Regions from separate parts of the Sus scrofa genome. Here all the other regions are linked to region 1. Evidence: chromatin contacts called from public Hi-C and HiChIP or PLAC-seq data. All regions are on one chromosome and are shown on one strand. Each heading gives the region's core, a stretch centred on a gene start, on an enhancer-like site or on the middle of the called end of the contact. The rest is flanking DNA. Distances are from core to core; before and after follow the strand shown. Region 1 holds the start of FAM43A (protein FAM43A). Region 2 has its middle 210 kb from the start of FAM43A. Region 3 has its middle 250 kb from the start of FAM43A. Region 4 has its middle 170 kb from the start of FAM43A.

Region 1 (3,535 bases), core at 1,008-3,507:
CGCAGTCGGTGGACTGGTCCTCGGTGGTGGCAGTAGTGGCGTCCGGGCCCCCGCCTTCGATGGAGCTCTCGCTGCCGGTGCTCTCGCCCGACAGCAGGCGCGTCACCCGCAGGTCCGCCTGCAGGCTGCGCACGTCGTTGCCGAAGCTGAGTTCGCCCAGGTCGTTAATAAGCTGCGAGAGCTCGGCCTTCATGTCGGAGGCACTGCCCAGTAGCAGAGGCGGCGGCCCAGCCTCAGGGCCTGGCGAGACCCCGCCCTCCCCCAGCGCCTCCTCGCGGCTGCTTTCCAGCGTTTCCAGCAAGTCCCCGCATTCGAAGTGCATGGCCACCACGAGCTCCTGCGGCGCCTCTGCCTCTTGCTCTGCCGGGCCTCCCTCCCCGGCTCGATCCTCTTCCTCCTCATTCAGGCAGCCGTCCGTGTGCTCCTCCTCCTCTTCCTCCTGCAGCTCCTGCTCCTGCTCCTGCTGTTCGCCAAGCAGGTCCTCGGTGATGGAGCCGAGCTTGGGCGCGCTGCGGCTGCGCTCCACTGGCGGTTTGTAGCAGCAGGGTCCGTGCAGGAGCAGCTTGCGCAGCGGCACCAGGGGGATGGTGTGCGCGCCCACCAGCTCCTGCTGCTGGTGACGCGCGTCGTCCCGCCGCTTGAGCCGTTTAAATTCCGCCAGAGCGTTGGCGGACGTCTGGTAGAGCAGCAGGGCCATGGCCTGCGCCTTCTCGGGCTTGGACACCAGCACCGCGTGGCAGCGTAGCATTACTGCCTTGTGCTTGAGCTCGTGCCGGTACACCCAGGCGAAGACCTTGGGCAGTCGCGCGTCCGCCACGCAGTAGGTAACACGATGCAGCAGGTAGAGGTGGCCTGGGCGGCGCAGCGCGCGCTCCTCGGCGTGCACCATGCGGATACCCTGCGCACTCACAGTCAGCTTCATCTTGGTGCCCTGACGGCCCGCCTCGCTCTTGCTCCAGATCTTGCCCACCGCTAGGTCAGTGCAGCCGTCGCCGCGCGCCTGGATGGTGGTGGCATTGCCCAGGTAGAGCACGGTGTAAGTAGGGTCCTCGCTGGTGATATGCAGCTTCTTGCGCTTGGAGCGGAACATGCTTCCCACCCTGCTGAGCGCGCCTTCGGGGCAAGCCCGAGCCAGCGAGCTGAGCGCCGAGTAGTGCAGGCTCACCGCGTAGCCCTTGGGCTTGGACGCCTGCCGTGGCGGCGCCTCGGCCAGCAGCTCGAACTTATGCTTCTTCCACGGCAGCATCTCCGGAGGGCGCCCCCGCGCAGCTGGCGGCGGTGGCGGCGGAGCGCCGGGTGGAAGCCCGGCTGAGCCACCCGCCCCGGCCGGGCTGGGCCCGGGCAAGACCGAAAAATAAAACTCTGCTGGGAGTGGCCGGGTCGGAGGGAGTGGGGGCGGGGGCGTGTATAGCGCTCCGGAACCCCGCCGAAAGAGGTAGGGAAAGAATTTTTAAAAAGAAGAAAAGGTTTAACTGCGGGAGTTGGGGGGAGGGGGGACGAACACAGATTTACCCCAGCCTGGGCAGGACGAGGGCAAAGAGTCTTAGGCAAGCCAAATGAGAGAAAGACAGCACGAGAGTGGAGCGGAAAATGTCTTTAGGAAAAAAAAGAGAGAGAGAGAGATACGCGCGTGCAAATAAATGAGAGAGCCCCAGCAAGAGCAGCCGGGATGGTGCGAGAATACGCAGGAACTCCTCGGCGAAGGTGAAAAGGGCCCCCCTCTCACATTCACACACTCAACCCCCAGGGCTAGGGCCAGAAACCGCGGAAACAACCGCGAGTGTGCCCAGGAGCCAGTGCTCCCCACCCCAAGGGGTGCTGGAGGCAAAAAGCCCCTCGGCCGAGCGGGTCCCAGAATCAGCTGCTTGCCCCAAGTGCACTCAGATGGTGGGTCCGGCTGGCCCCAGCGGGCCCCGCGCAGCAGTCCTTCGGTGGGTCACTGCATCTTCGCTCCGGCAGGACGCCGGGGACTCCGGCTCCGCCGGCTCACTGTCCGGGCTGGCTCGGCCGGGGCAGCGCGGGGCTCCGAGGGCAGGGCACGCGCATAGCCCGCTCCGGGGACGGTCGCTACCTCATTTCTTCCCTCCGGAGAGTGTCCAACTCCGCTCCCGGGATCTCTTCGCTCGGCTGCCCGCCTTTGCAGCGCGCCCCCTCCGGTGCCACGAGCAGTAGCCGCCTCGCCAGCCTCACATCCTTGCCGTCCGAGAGGAAGATCTCGGGTAAATATAGGCCGGCACAAACCATTCGCCGCGCGGGGACAGGGGAGGAGCAGCGAAGAGGCTCCGTTTCGGACTCCGACGCCCCACGGGTTCCTGGTCTCTTAAAGGGACCTGGTTGCAGCCCTTGGACGAGGGAAAGGGGAGACCGGTCCAATCTGGCCATTACAACCCAAATTTACCTGCGTCTCTTTTATCTGCGAAAATCGCCAAGACCTGGGGTTACCCCGCAGGAAAAGCAACCTGAATTCTGACACTCCACCCCTAGGCTGAATCGCAACTCACTGAGTAAATGTGTGTCTCCATCGAAACTTCTGGGGAAGGTGGTGCAAGATGGGATTTAGGCTATAATTCGATATGCCCAAAGGTAGGGGAAATAGTGATTCCGCGTGTGACTGCTGAGAATGACTGGGTGACGTTTAATTTTTTTTTTTCAGAATTGTATTTTATTAAAATAAAGAGGGGCAAGGAAACCACTGAGACTTATCTCTCACTATGGAGGAACCCTTTCTCCACAGGTACAGAGCAGACAGTGAACAGTGAGATGAGTGGTAGTTGACGATTAGAAGTAATACTATAGTATAGATCTGACAAATAAGGTCTTACCACTCCTAACCCCCAGCAATGCTCCTTCCATCAGCCTCAGAGTAGAGCGGGTTATAGAGATGTATACCATTTCTAAGTAATGCTTGGGTCTGGTTGGAATTCATTTTACTTTGTCAGGCCAGTCATTCGGTTTTATTACATCCTTGTCACATTATGGATAAGAATTCCTAGTAAAAATTCAAAGGACTTTTTAAATTTGTGTCAAATAATGCCCGGCCGCCCTACACCAAGAATGATTAGCATTAATCATTCTTTTCTCTAGTGCCATCTGGACAATGTCGCTTTAATCATCTGACCGGCCTGACCCTTGGCTAGTAACTCATTTCTGGGCCCTTAAAACAACCGGATTGCCTCTATGTTCTGCTCAATCAAAGCAAGACCACTTCTAGCTGGAATGGGTCATAAGTGTCTGGATGACTCTGCCTCAAATTCCCAAGCTCATCCCAGAGGAGGGCAGTGGACCCTCCTGCTCCCCAGACCCCATACCCTGGAGATCTGGATGTCTTGGCTTCCAAGTCAGGTCCTGGTTTCAGAACCAGCATAGCTCTTCAATGTAGATGAAATTCTCTGGCCATCTACCCTTTTAACCTTTCTTTGAACTCTAACCCAATTTTCTCAGCGTCATTGGTGCTGAGTTTCAATATAACTAACTTTCCTGAGTACCTTTTGGTGCTAGTCCCAGAGCTGAGAGCAGACTCAATTCCTGTCTCCAA
Region 2 (3,588 bases), core at 1,071-3,570, 210 kb before region 1:
TAAACACTGCCACTCTCTAGGAAGGAGCACAAGAATGAATAAGTTGTCTTGTGCTCTGACTTTTTCAAAATGAGCCTCTGCTGGGAACTTGAAATGCTGATACCAGATAACTTCCTTCCTTGGGGAACTATCTCTTCATCGTCCTGCCTTTCTCTGAGTCAATACTTACTGTAGACTCTCTGGTCTGGTTCTGGCACCTACATGATGCAACAGCCTCTTCCACATCTTTCCCACAATAGCCATTTAGTGTTGGCTAGATGTATGCCAAGGTCAGAGGCTTCACTACCTCCTGAGACACCTGATAGAAAGAACTAAGCCCTGTTTCCCTTTGAGTGCTACCTTAGGGCCACAGAGTACAAATTGCCCCTTTGTCCACAGGGGAGATCTTCAAAGATTGATTGGGTCTTCCTTTTTGAAAGGCTTCTCACCAGACAGCATCTTCTTGCTCTGAGACCTCACTCGGATCCAGTTTTTTCAAGTACACATTAGAGGTCTTCCAGTTCCCTGGTCCCCAAATCACTTGCCCATTGCTGTCCTCATATGCATCTGTTCATGGATCCCTGACCATGTGCCAACTAATAGCAATGCATGGCATTAAACATAGGCTGACTCTATCAGATAAATCCAACATTGAGTAGGAGAAGACGGTGCAAGATGCCTTACAGAGACTTTGTCCTCCCTCTTTTGAGAAACTTCAGAACAATCTTGCACACATTTGGGCATATTCAGAGATGGGCTTGCAAAAAGTTAAATTAAGTGTTCTAGAAGTTTTAAATTTACTTTCTTCTCTTTTACTTATCAGTTTGAGCATTCTCCAAATGACATTCTTTTGGGGGGAAAATAGTCTGAAACTTCATGAAATATATGTTTAAGCTATAGTAGGTAATAAAAATATGGCATCTGCATAGTCAATTATAATTTCCATGAGAAGATGGGTGTGAGCAGAGTTCTAGAAGCCTTTTGCTTTGCCTTTGTGTCTCTCTTGAGTAATTTCCTCTCACATCCTTCTGTCCCTAGGCCTAGAAACCTGGTAAATAAGCAAGCCCCGGAGAAATCCAGAGAGCCAGCAACATCCTGGAAATTTGAGGCCATGAGGTTAAGCACAAAAATGCTCTCTTTCCAGGAAGGAATGATTGAATCAGAGCAATGACCTTGGCATCCAATTAGTCCTTGTCCAACTTTTCCCACTCTTTTCCTCTCTGCCCCCTCCCCTTGTGCCCTCAGCTGGGGAGAGGGGGCTGGGACTGCACCCAGCTCTCTTGCATAAGCCATTCCTGTCTTTGGCATGTGCCCCAGGACTTTCTGCATCCACAAAGCAGGGCTGAGTCAAGCTTCCTCTCCAGCTCCGAGAAGAATGCCTGTCAGGAAGCTCAATTATTTCGAGAATGTGAAATACAGTATTTTAATGGAGTCATTTTCCATGTCGCTGTAGAAAAAGGATGTTGCATTTGTTGTTGGTCTATCTGCAAATGAGTCTTATTCACACCAGAGAGCTTTCCTGATTTCGACACAACCAACTCTGGGTACTTTTCTCTGCCACCAAGAGATTTTGGCTGTGGCTTTCTCTCCACAGGTGCAGTGCACTGAGACGGGCTGTTGAAATGTAGGAGGTGTTCTTAGGAAAAGGGACTGACTTTGGAACTAATCCTGTGATTACAGTGCCAACCTTAAAGCAAAACATCAAGCAGGGCGTTGGCATTTATTTCTAGATACTGTGCCTGGTCCTAAAATGAAACCATGATGCTAGCAGCAGGGCAGGAGAAACCAGTGCCTCTTGTGCTATTTGGCTGCTAACCATATGGATAAATTTTCCAACATTTTACTTTTGGTTGATGTTCTTCCCATAATAAACACCAAACCAGTCAGTACCAATAGACGGTTTTTGGCAATAGAGTCAAATTCCATTAGTCAAATGCCTCACTTTTCTTTATTTAGGATGGTCTGTTGGAGCCTCTTCTTTGTTGGAATAGTTTTATATGTATCACAGTAAAGATGATGAAAATAAATAATTAAAATAACAAAGTTGAAAGTATAAGTCATATTGCTGGGCTACGGAGCTCCAAATGCTTCACTACTCTCACACACACACACACACACACACACACACACACAATCCTTGTGTAGCAGTCATTTTCCAGATAAAACTGAGCTACACAAACATACTTTGGGTATGTGTGATTTCACTTAAAACACGCGCCCTGGATCAGAGACCTATTGCAAAATCCAGTCAATTCAGGGAAATGAATAATCCTTACTCTTGGATCACTTTGAGAGGGTTCAGGCTTATTCAAAGCCAGAAAAAGAAATGTTTTTTAGAACCAAAGCTTCCTGTGCTGTGTGGAGCTCTAGTATGACTTCACTGAGGGGAAGTAAAGGCAGAGGAAGGGAATGTCCTGGGAAGAGGCCAAGTGACCAGACCAAGGCTTAGAGATCTCTGAGATGCACCTACGTAGGTCTGGCCTGCCCTGCTCAGCAGTTTGCCTGCCCCTCCCCCTGGGGGGCGGGGAGTGGAGGAGAGAAGGGCAAGTGTCCTTGTTTGGATGTATGTTTTGCGGATGAGGGATAGGTTGTTAACATTTTTTTGACTTTGAAAATGCTCTTGACTGCCTGCTGCACCAAACTTGCTTTACTAGCTTAGAAGACAAATATGACTACATCTGTTCGCAATGTTCCTGCCAACCACTGTTGCCACCCCCACAGCCAAATTCACGGGAAGTCCTGTCCCTTTCCTGGTAACAACCAGGAATTCTCAAGTGCTTTCAGAGTAGAAAGAAGGACAAACCACCAGGGTTCTGCCTGAGAAGATCCCTCTGCTCCTCCCCAGGCTTACATGCCCACCACCAATGAAAAGGTGCTGGGAGGGGGATGGAGTCTCTACACCTAGGGGAGAGCAAGGATCCATTGCTTTCCCAACCCTACACCCAAGTTTCCCGCCCAGGAGGAGGTTGGAAAAAAGGGGATAGAGCTACTCGGTTCTTTCCTGCTAGCTGGTCCCAGACCCAATCAGCTCAGGCCAAGTTTATAAACATGTGGCTCTTCCAAAGGATGAAGTCAAGGATGCTTTGGGGCTCTTCCTCCCAGGAGATTCCTTGACTCTCCAAGTTTACCAGCCCCTTCCTAGAGGAGGGCAGTGGGATGAAATCTCCACATCTGTGAATAATTCTAGGTTTAACCCCTCCCTACTGCCAAGTTGAATTATATGTCCATGGTACAAAGGTTTTGCAAGACACAAGGAGGCTGTGATATTTAATTGTGTCATTTGCTAGAGAGCTTGAGACTTGAGGCAGGAACTAGGAAGTCTCAACATGTATTCCTAAGAAGTCTACTTCCACCTGAGACGTCTGCCCCAAGTAGAGAAGACACCTGGTAGTAATAATAGTAGTTTTGGGATCTGCCCACTTAAGCATGTGGGACTAATTCAGAGTATATATAATCTAATTTTTAAATAGTGTATATAATTATTTTGAATTCAAATAAACTGTTCTGATTGCTATATTTTTCCCCTAACATCTTGTTTTAAGATTCTCAGTCCTACAGAAAATTTTCAAGAACAGTACAATGCCATACACTTATGATCTGTGTACTTTT
Region 3 (3,225 bases), core at 99-2,598, 250 kb before region 1:
AGGGAGAAAAACCATTATACTCAGGACCCTGGGGGGTGGAAATTGGGCTGTATTCTTGATTCTTCTGCTACTTGGTTTCCTCTTAGATTTTGCTTCTTCAACTTGGTCCCGCTCAGCTACGGTCGATTGAACAACTAGGCACTTTCATAAACAGGAGCTCCATCAGCTCCTTTTATGCTCTGGTTAGTTTTTCTCTCTAGAGCTTCTTTGCGTCTGTCCAGAGGAACCTGTGAGCTGTCTTCCCATGTCTGTGGTGGGGTGGAGACGTTGCAGGGGGGTTGCCGGACCTGGTAGGGAATTTGACTACATGAGGTCCTGACTCACCTTGATGCCAGACAACTCAGTTCTGAGGAGTTTCGCCTCAGCCATATTAGTCAGGGCTCTTGCAGGTAAACGTGACAGAAACCCAGCTCACACTCGCTTACACACAAAGGAAAACCGTGGGCTCAGGAAACTGGGCAAGATGAGTGGAGTGGACAAGGGGCACCTCTGGATTGAGGACTCAGCGATGTGGTCAGGTCTCTCACCAACACTCAATCACTTTTCTCTCTTTGTGAGTTGTCTTCATTTTTTTTTTTTTTCTACCACAAATAGAAATATTTGGCATGGGGTGGAGGGTGGGGGAAAGAGGAGAGGCAAGGCTGCAGACAAGCCAATTGAATCTACTTCAGTTAGTGGCCCTAGAGGAGAGAGACCTTGCTGTCTACAAGTCCCAGGGGAAGGTTCTCATCAGCTGTCTTAGGCCACATGCCCATATCTGGGACCAACACCATATCCAGGCCAGGTTAGGGCAACAGGGTACTGCCATTGGCAGTCAAATAGAATTCTATAGAAACAGGTCAGGTGGGAAGAGCGGTTAGTAAATGAGGGGGCAATGTTATCAGATGGGGGGGATCAGATACTGTGAGAGATCAAAGCAATAGGAAGCCATTAAAGATATGGTAACAGTCAGTGTCCAGTAACCAGAATAGAGAAAATGTAATAGAAAGAACCAGTTATTAACTAGATAACCCAAGGGTAAAAGGAGACCTCTAAGGTGGGACAGAGGTACAAACTTTAGGAAGCAGCCACTTTCCCCTGGCTGAGGGAGCAAAGGGAACATTTAGAAGCACAGGGAGGAGCCCTGCAGAGCTGGAACTCAGTCTTGGGAGGAGGGAGGGGCCTGTGCCTGGGCCCAGACTCCCAGCAGGGGCGCCAGCTGGCTGTGGACAGTGTCCTTGGGGGGCAGGGTGGGGTGAAACAGGTTCTACAGGAGCTGGAAAAGCTGCAAACTGGAGTCAGCTGCTGCTCCAGTTTGGCCCGGTCTTGGGCCAAGGGAAAAATTGTGCTGGGATGGTGCTCACAGAGACAGGAAGCCCACAGGAAGCAGACGGGGAACAAACAGGAAAGAGCGAGCAGGCTCTCCCGCCTCCAGCCTGTAGACTCCCTCTTGCGCCCCCTATCAGCAGAGCTAACAGCGCCAGCCTGCAAAGCCAAGGGTGAGTATGGAATCCCAGCTCCAGCCCAGCACAGACACAGTGACTTGGTAATTGACCCTGATGTCTTACTGCAGGGGTTCTGGTTGGTGTGGCCTTCAGAGCAGCAGTCTGTCTCCCTCAGGAGGCTGTGGACTTCTGGAGGTCAGGGGCATGACTGATCTATCTGTGTCCTTCTCAGGGTCTGGTACCCTGCCTGGGGGGATCCTGCCCTACTGTGTTCATAATGCTGAAATGTACCGCAGGAGGTCAAGGGGCCAGTGGGTCCTGGGGCAGCTCCAGCCCTGCCTGTCCAGCCTTTACAGTTCCTGTCTGTCTTCCCTCGGACTGTGATTCTAGGCTCTCCCTGGAGTCCTGTGAAGCAGGGATGGGGCATTGAACACTGACTGTGAACACCCCGGGGCAGGCTCTGTGCAGCCTGGTTGGTATGCCCACAACCCTCTTCTCATCCTCACTCACTTTCTGATGAGGTCCCAGCTCCACTTCTAACAAGGTTTGTGGCTTTGGGCAAGTTATTGGACCATCCTGAGCCCCAGTTTCCCCAGAAAGCCCCCTTCAGTCCTTTAATCTCTTCACTAAGAGACAAGCTTGGTCCTCTCCATCCCATGTCCAGCTTCCTTCCTCCAATCCCCCTTCCCCATCATCCTGCTTCTTAAAGGACTGACAATTTCACATCGTATTTAGGCTTTGAAAAGCAGTCAAGACTAGCAAGACAGAGATCTGTGTAGCTCAGAGGAAAGTAAACATTCAGGACAACTGGGACTTGCTGAGCAGGGCTGTGGGACAGCTGCAGGATGAAGCAAGCCCCTGTGGTGTGGCGTGGGGAGCAAAGGAGGAGAGAAGGCAGGAGGGAAAGGGGCTCTGCGTCTACCCTAAGGAAGCAGGAGAATAGGGGGCTCCCAGTGAATTCCAGATCCCTTGAGTGTTTGAGCCCGACCTCTCAGGTGAAGGCCTGAGCCTCCCAGCCTCCAGCTGCTTCCACAGGGGCAACAGTCCCCATGGGGGTAAAGGGCCCATAAAGACTTGGTGTGGCCATGTAGGCAATGGGATTAGGCCAGTGACCGATACAGAGAAAACACGCCAATGACAAAGGGTAGCTCTAGCTGCATTAGAGCCCTGACCACATTCTGGCCTGTGTTAAAGGTTTCTGTGTGTAAGCTTCTCTTTCTCACTAACCTCAAGTTCTTTAAGGTAGAGGCTGTGTCCAATTTTTCTCTGGTGATGTTCTGCCCAAAGAATATGGGGAAGAGGGGTATATCTGGAGACCAAGGTCAAGGCTGGGTGAGGATTAGGAGGGCCTCCTGTGGCAGCGTGGCCCTAGATCACGGCTGTGAGCTGAGGCAGAGGCGTGAGTGGTGGAAGATGGGACATTTCCCAGTGAGGGGCCCTGGCAGGCAGGCAGACAGGATCAAAGCACAGCACCCTCTTTCCCAGCCAGAAGAGAGTTCACCAAAGACCCTGGCACTCCAAGGGGAGGCTAATTGGGTCCTGAGGGCTGACAAGGGTTCCAGGACCCTCTTGGCATCCTTCCGGCCAAAGAGCACCTGCTTCCTTAGGAATTTAATTTCCCTTTATTGAATGCAGCTCTCAGATGAGGCATAGTTTGGGCCATTTCTTTTCATTCTTTTCTTTTTTTTGAAATGAGCCACTCTTGTGAGAAGATTCCAGCACCTGGCACCTTTGAAATACTGGGGTGGGATGGGAATTGACATTTTCCAGAGCAGGTCCTCAGCACAGTTATCACCTGTCT
Region 4 (3,289 bases), core at 370-2,869, 170 kb before region 1:
GGGAGTGTTTTTGTGAAATTAAAGTGATGTTGCTAAGTGGGTACACATAACCACCTCCCTCTCCTCCTTCTGCTTGACAGCCCCTGCACTGAAGGAATAGTGCATGAGAGTGTGTTTGTGTTCCTCCAAAACTTAATTAAAGCTGCCAGCAGCATGGAGTCAGCCTGCACCCAGGGTTCAAGTGAGGCAGGGGCAGGCTCTGGGGCCCCCGCTGGGTCCACCACCCTGGTGGACCCCTGCCCTTCAGACCCCTTGGGACCAGGGAAGGAAAGCAGATGGTACTCTGCTGGGGCCACTGAGGTCAGAGCTGCAGGACCCCATCCTTGCCCCTCTGGCTTGTGCCTATTCCTCCCTATAGGGTGATCCAGCCCTCACATGCCCTTTTCTGAGCCTGCCTCCTGTTGCATCTTGACCTCCCTGGGTGTTTTCACTTTCCCCAGCCTCCATCTCGAGGTTTTGGAGACTGGACTCTAACTTGACTCTGTTTTCACCAAGCGTGGGGGACCCTGTTGGAAGGGCCCAGGTCGTGCTTCCCCTGGATGGGGCCCAATGTGGCGTCCTCCCCTTCCCTCTCCTCCCCCTCCCTCTCCCCCTCTCCTCCTCCCTCCACCAGGCAGGCTGAGCTAGAAACCACAGGAAGGGGCTGGGTTGCCTTTGGCTGCTGAGGCTGAAAGCTGGAGGTGGGGGACTCAGGAAACCCAGGCTTGATTCCAAAGTGAATTGGAAAGATCCCCAATGGCCAGGGGATACCTTAGATACATGAGGCTCTAAAAACCTCTGAGTGGCAAAGGACTTTTTTTAGTTTCCGTTAAACTTCAAAACTTCTGCTTTGAAGCACACTCCTACCGATGAGGAATAATACGTCTTTATATTAATTCTCGTAAATAGAATGCATGGTCAGGGGAGGAATCAAAAAACTGTAAAACAGGATAAAAGGCAAAGGAAAGGCCCCTTCATCAGCCCTGATCCCACATTCTCACTCCCCAGAGGTAAATTGTGAGCAGTTTCCTGGGGCAGTTAGGTTTCAAAGAAACACAATTCAGGATTGAAGCTGCAGACTCTGGGTGGTGTGTTTGGAATGCAAAGGAGGAGTGTGCGTGTGTACATGTGGGAGTGTGGGCGTATGTGTGTGTGCGTGTGTGCGCACAGGCCGTGGGTTACTAACACAGGCTCTGCTGTCAATAGCCTGGGTTCAGATTCCAGCTCCTCTGCTCCCAGCTGTGTGGCAGGTTGGGCCATTTGCTTCACTTTTTAGCACCTCGGTTTTATTATTTGTAACTTGTAAATCATGATAATATTCGTCCTACCCAGTTGTAGAGATTAGAGGATTTTTCAGCTCATGAAACGTCTATGAACCTGCAAAAGGCGCTATGAAAACTGCTCATCTGCGCCTCAGTCCCACCTCCTTCCTGAACCAACGATAATTCCAGTAAGTCCTCCAGCGTGTGTACCGCCGTAGAGTTTACAATCCAGGGCACAGACTTTCCCAGGATGCAGACACATGATCCCCAAAGAGATGAAGAAACCCGGGAGCAGCCACTTGGCTCAGGTCTAGAGCTGTATGTGCCAGATTTGGGCCCAAACCCCAAACAGCGTGGTTTTCGGCTGCTCCCATGGGGACCTCAGTGGCTGTCTGAGACGTGAGCACAGGAGCATGTGACGCTGGGCTGAGGAAGGGCTCCTTCCTGCAGATCCCCTGTCACCCCTCCAACTCCCTCCAGGAATCCGGCCTCGTGATTTTGATGTGACCACTGGGACAGCCATCAGGCCTCTTGTCCTGGGCTCAAGCCACAGGTCTCAGGGGCAGAAGCATCTTTGGTCAAGTGTCTGTCTTCTTCCCTCCCCTTCTCCTTGATGAGTGTTTATCATTTTAAGCAATTTAATCACTTATCGTCTGGTATCTTTACAAAGGTATTGCTTTTTTCCGTATCATGAAAGTGGTGCCTATGACGTATTGAAAGCATAAACAAGCAAACAGAAAGTGAGACTAAATATCACAGCAGAATTGTTTTCTGCCTTCAAGGAGTGTCTTCTCTGGCTCCCAACTTGCCCAGTGATGCCCACCAAAAGCAAGGACTCTTCAGCCAAGGATTTGTGTCAGCCCCTCTGAGCTTCAGCAACAAGCTGATATCGTATGAAACTTCCCGAGTCACAGGATCACTGATTACAATGATTTTGAGCTGCAAATTTCTGATGTAATTAGATGACACCATGATGTAATAATTTTTAAAGCTGCTGCTTTTTAAATTTCTTTTTACATTTTAATTTATTCTTTTATACATGTGCCTCTTACTTGAAAAATGAAGTTAAGAACTCCACCCCTCAGGTGGAATTTGACAAAGTGCTCGGAAAAATCAATTTGGTCCGCGGATGTGAAAGTGCCTCCCTGCCTCGGCTCTGACTCTTTGATATACTATCACTGGGTTGTTTGAGCAAGAAAATAAACTTGTTGTAGGGTTTCTACAAACTGTTATCTTGCGTCATGGAACTCAAAGACCAGTGGGGCAAGAGGAGCAGGTAACATGCGGTTACCATGGGGGACACTGAGTGTTATTATAAAGATGTTTACCAAGGGTGATGGGAGCACCAGGATGGGGCACTGCCTCTTCCTGCAGAGGAAAGAAGGCCTGGAGATGCTTTACCAGGGAGCTGGACATTGAGCAGGAACTTGAATGACCTTTAGGGGTTGGGAGCACCAGGATGGGGCACTGCCTCTTCCTGCAGAGGAAAGAAGGCCTGGAGATGCTTTACCAGGGAGCTGGACATTGAGCAGGAACTTGAATGACCTTTAGGGGTTGGTTAGGCAGAGAAAGGATGGCGGGAAGAAAGATGCGGCAGGTAGGTAGGTGTGGCCAGGACCCTAAGGGGTGGGGGAGGTGGAAGGGGTAGGGTGTGAGCCAGAGTGGGGTGGGGTCCGAGGGATCAAGAGGGATCAAGAGATGAGACTTGCAGGTTAAGGATCTGACGTTGCCTCTATGAGGACACGGGTTCAATCCCTGGTCTCACTCAGTAGGTCAAGGATCTGGTGTTGCCTCGAGTCACAGACGCGGCTGGGATCTGGCATTGCTGTGGCTGTGGTGTAGGCTGGCAGCTGTAGCTCCGAGTTGACCCCTAGCTCCGGAACTTCCACGTGCTGTAGGTGCAGCCCTAAAAAGGAAAAAAAAAAAAAAAAAGACGAGGCTGAAAGAGGTGATTGTGAAGGAACTTGCTGCCATGCTGAAGATGTGGGTCATGATGAATTTGGACCTCGGGACCCCTACCCTCTGTTTGTTTTCGAATCCCTGGGTCT

Evidence for each region. A called contact is a pair of places that touch in the nucleus more often than the background predicts. HiChIP or PLAC-seq counts read pairs in DNA pulled down with a chosen protein or histone mark.
Region 2: a contact with region 1 is called in a Hi-C map of subcutaneous adipose tissue, with 2.0 times the contacts expected there. The contact joins the enhancer-like site here to the promoter of FAM43A in region 1. A contact is called at or near these places in 7 of 47 Hi-C or Micro-C datasets (embryonic fibroblasts, heart right ventricle, liver and 3 more) and 1 of 2 datasets of contacts at active chromatin or transcription factors (skeletal muscle).
Region 3: a Hi-C map of skeletal muscle shows a contact between it and region 1, with 6 times the contacts expected there. The contact joins the enhancer-like site here to the promoter of FAM43A in region 1. A contact is called at or near these places in 2 of 5 promoter capture datasets (both in liver), 12 of 47 Hi-C or Micro-C datasets (alveolar macrophages, embryonic fibroblasts, epiblast stem cells and 8 more) and 2 of 2 datasets of contacts at active chromatin or transcription factors (alveolar macrophages and skeletal muscle).
Region 4: a contact with region 1 is called in an H3K27ac HiChIP or PLAC-seq map of skeletal muscle. The contact joins the enhancer-like site here to the promoter of FAM43A in region 1. A contact is called at or near these places in 1 of 5 promoter capture datasets (liver), 9 of 47 Hi-C or Micro-C datasets (blood, embryonic fibroblasts, epiblast stem cells and 5 more) and 2 of 2 datasets of contacts at active chromatin or transcription factors (alveolar macrophages and skeletal muscle).

The regions. Positions count from the first base shown.
Region 1 is chr13:131,661,196-131,664,730 of Sscrofa11.1, reverse strand. FAM43A (protein FAM43A) reads right to left here and starts at 2,257. Exons shown (of 1, transcript XM_003132600.4): 1 at 1-2,257. The coding sequence starts at 1,246.
Region 2 is chr13:131,873,978-131,877,565 of Sscrofa11.1, reverse strand. No RefSeq gene overlaps it. Among named protein-coding and RNA genes, the nearest start is that of FAM43A, 210 kb to the right of the region's middle. Within about 2 kb of position 2,320, at least 17 of the 83 cell types and tissues checked have an H3K27ac peak or open chromatin away from gene starts, as enhancers often do. A contact at or near this core is called in liver, retroperitoneal adipose tissue, skeletal muscle and 1 more, where this site is marked.
Region 3 is chr13:131,908,949-131,912,173 of Sscrofa11.1, reverse strand. No RefSeq gene overlaps it. Among named protein-coding and RNA genes, the nearest start is that of FAM43A, 250 kb to the right of the region's middle. Within about 2 kb of position 1,348, at least 16 of the 83 cell types and tissues checked have an H3K27ac peak or open chromatin away from gene starts, as enhancers often do. A contact at or near this core is called in alveolar macrophages, liver, omental adipose tissue and 2 more, where this site is marked.
Region 4 is chr13:131,835,426-131,838,714 of Sscrofa11.1, reverse strand. No RefSeq gene overlaps it. Among named protein-coding and RNA genes, the nearest start is that of FAM43A, 170 kb to the right of the region's middle. Within about 2 kb of position 1,619, at least 8 of the 83 cell types and tissues checked have an H3K27ac peak or open chromatin away from gene starts, as enhancers often do. A contact at or near this core is called in retroperitoneal adipose tissue and skeletal muscle, where this site is marked.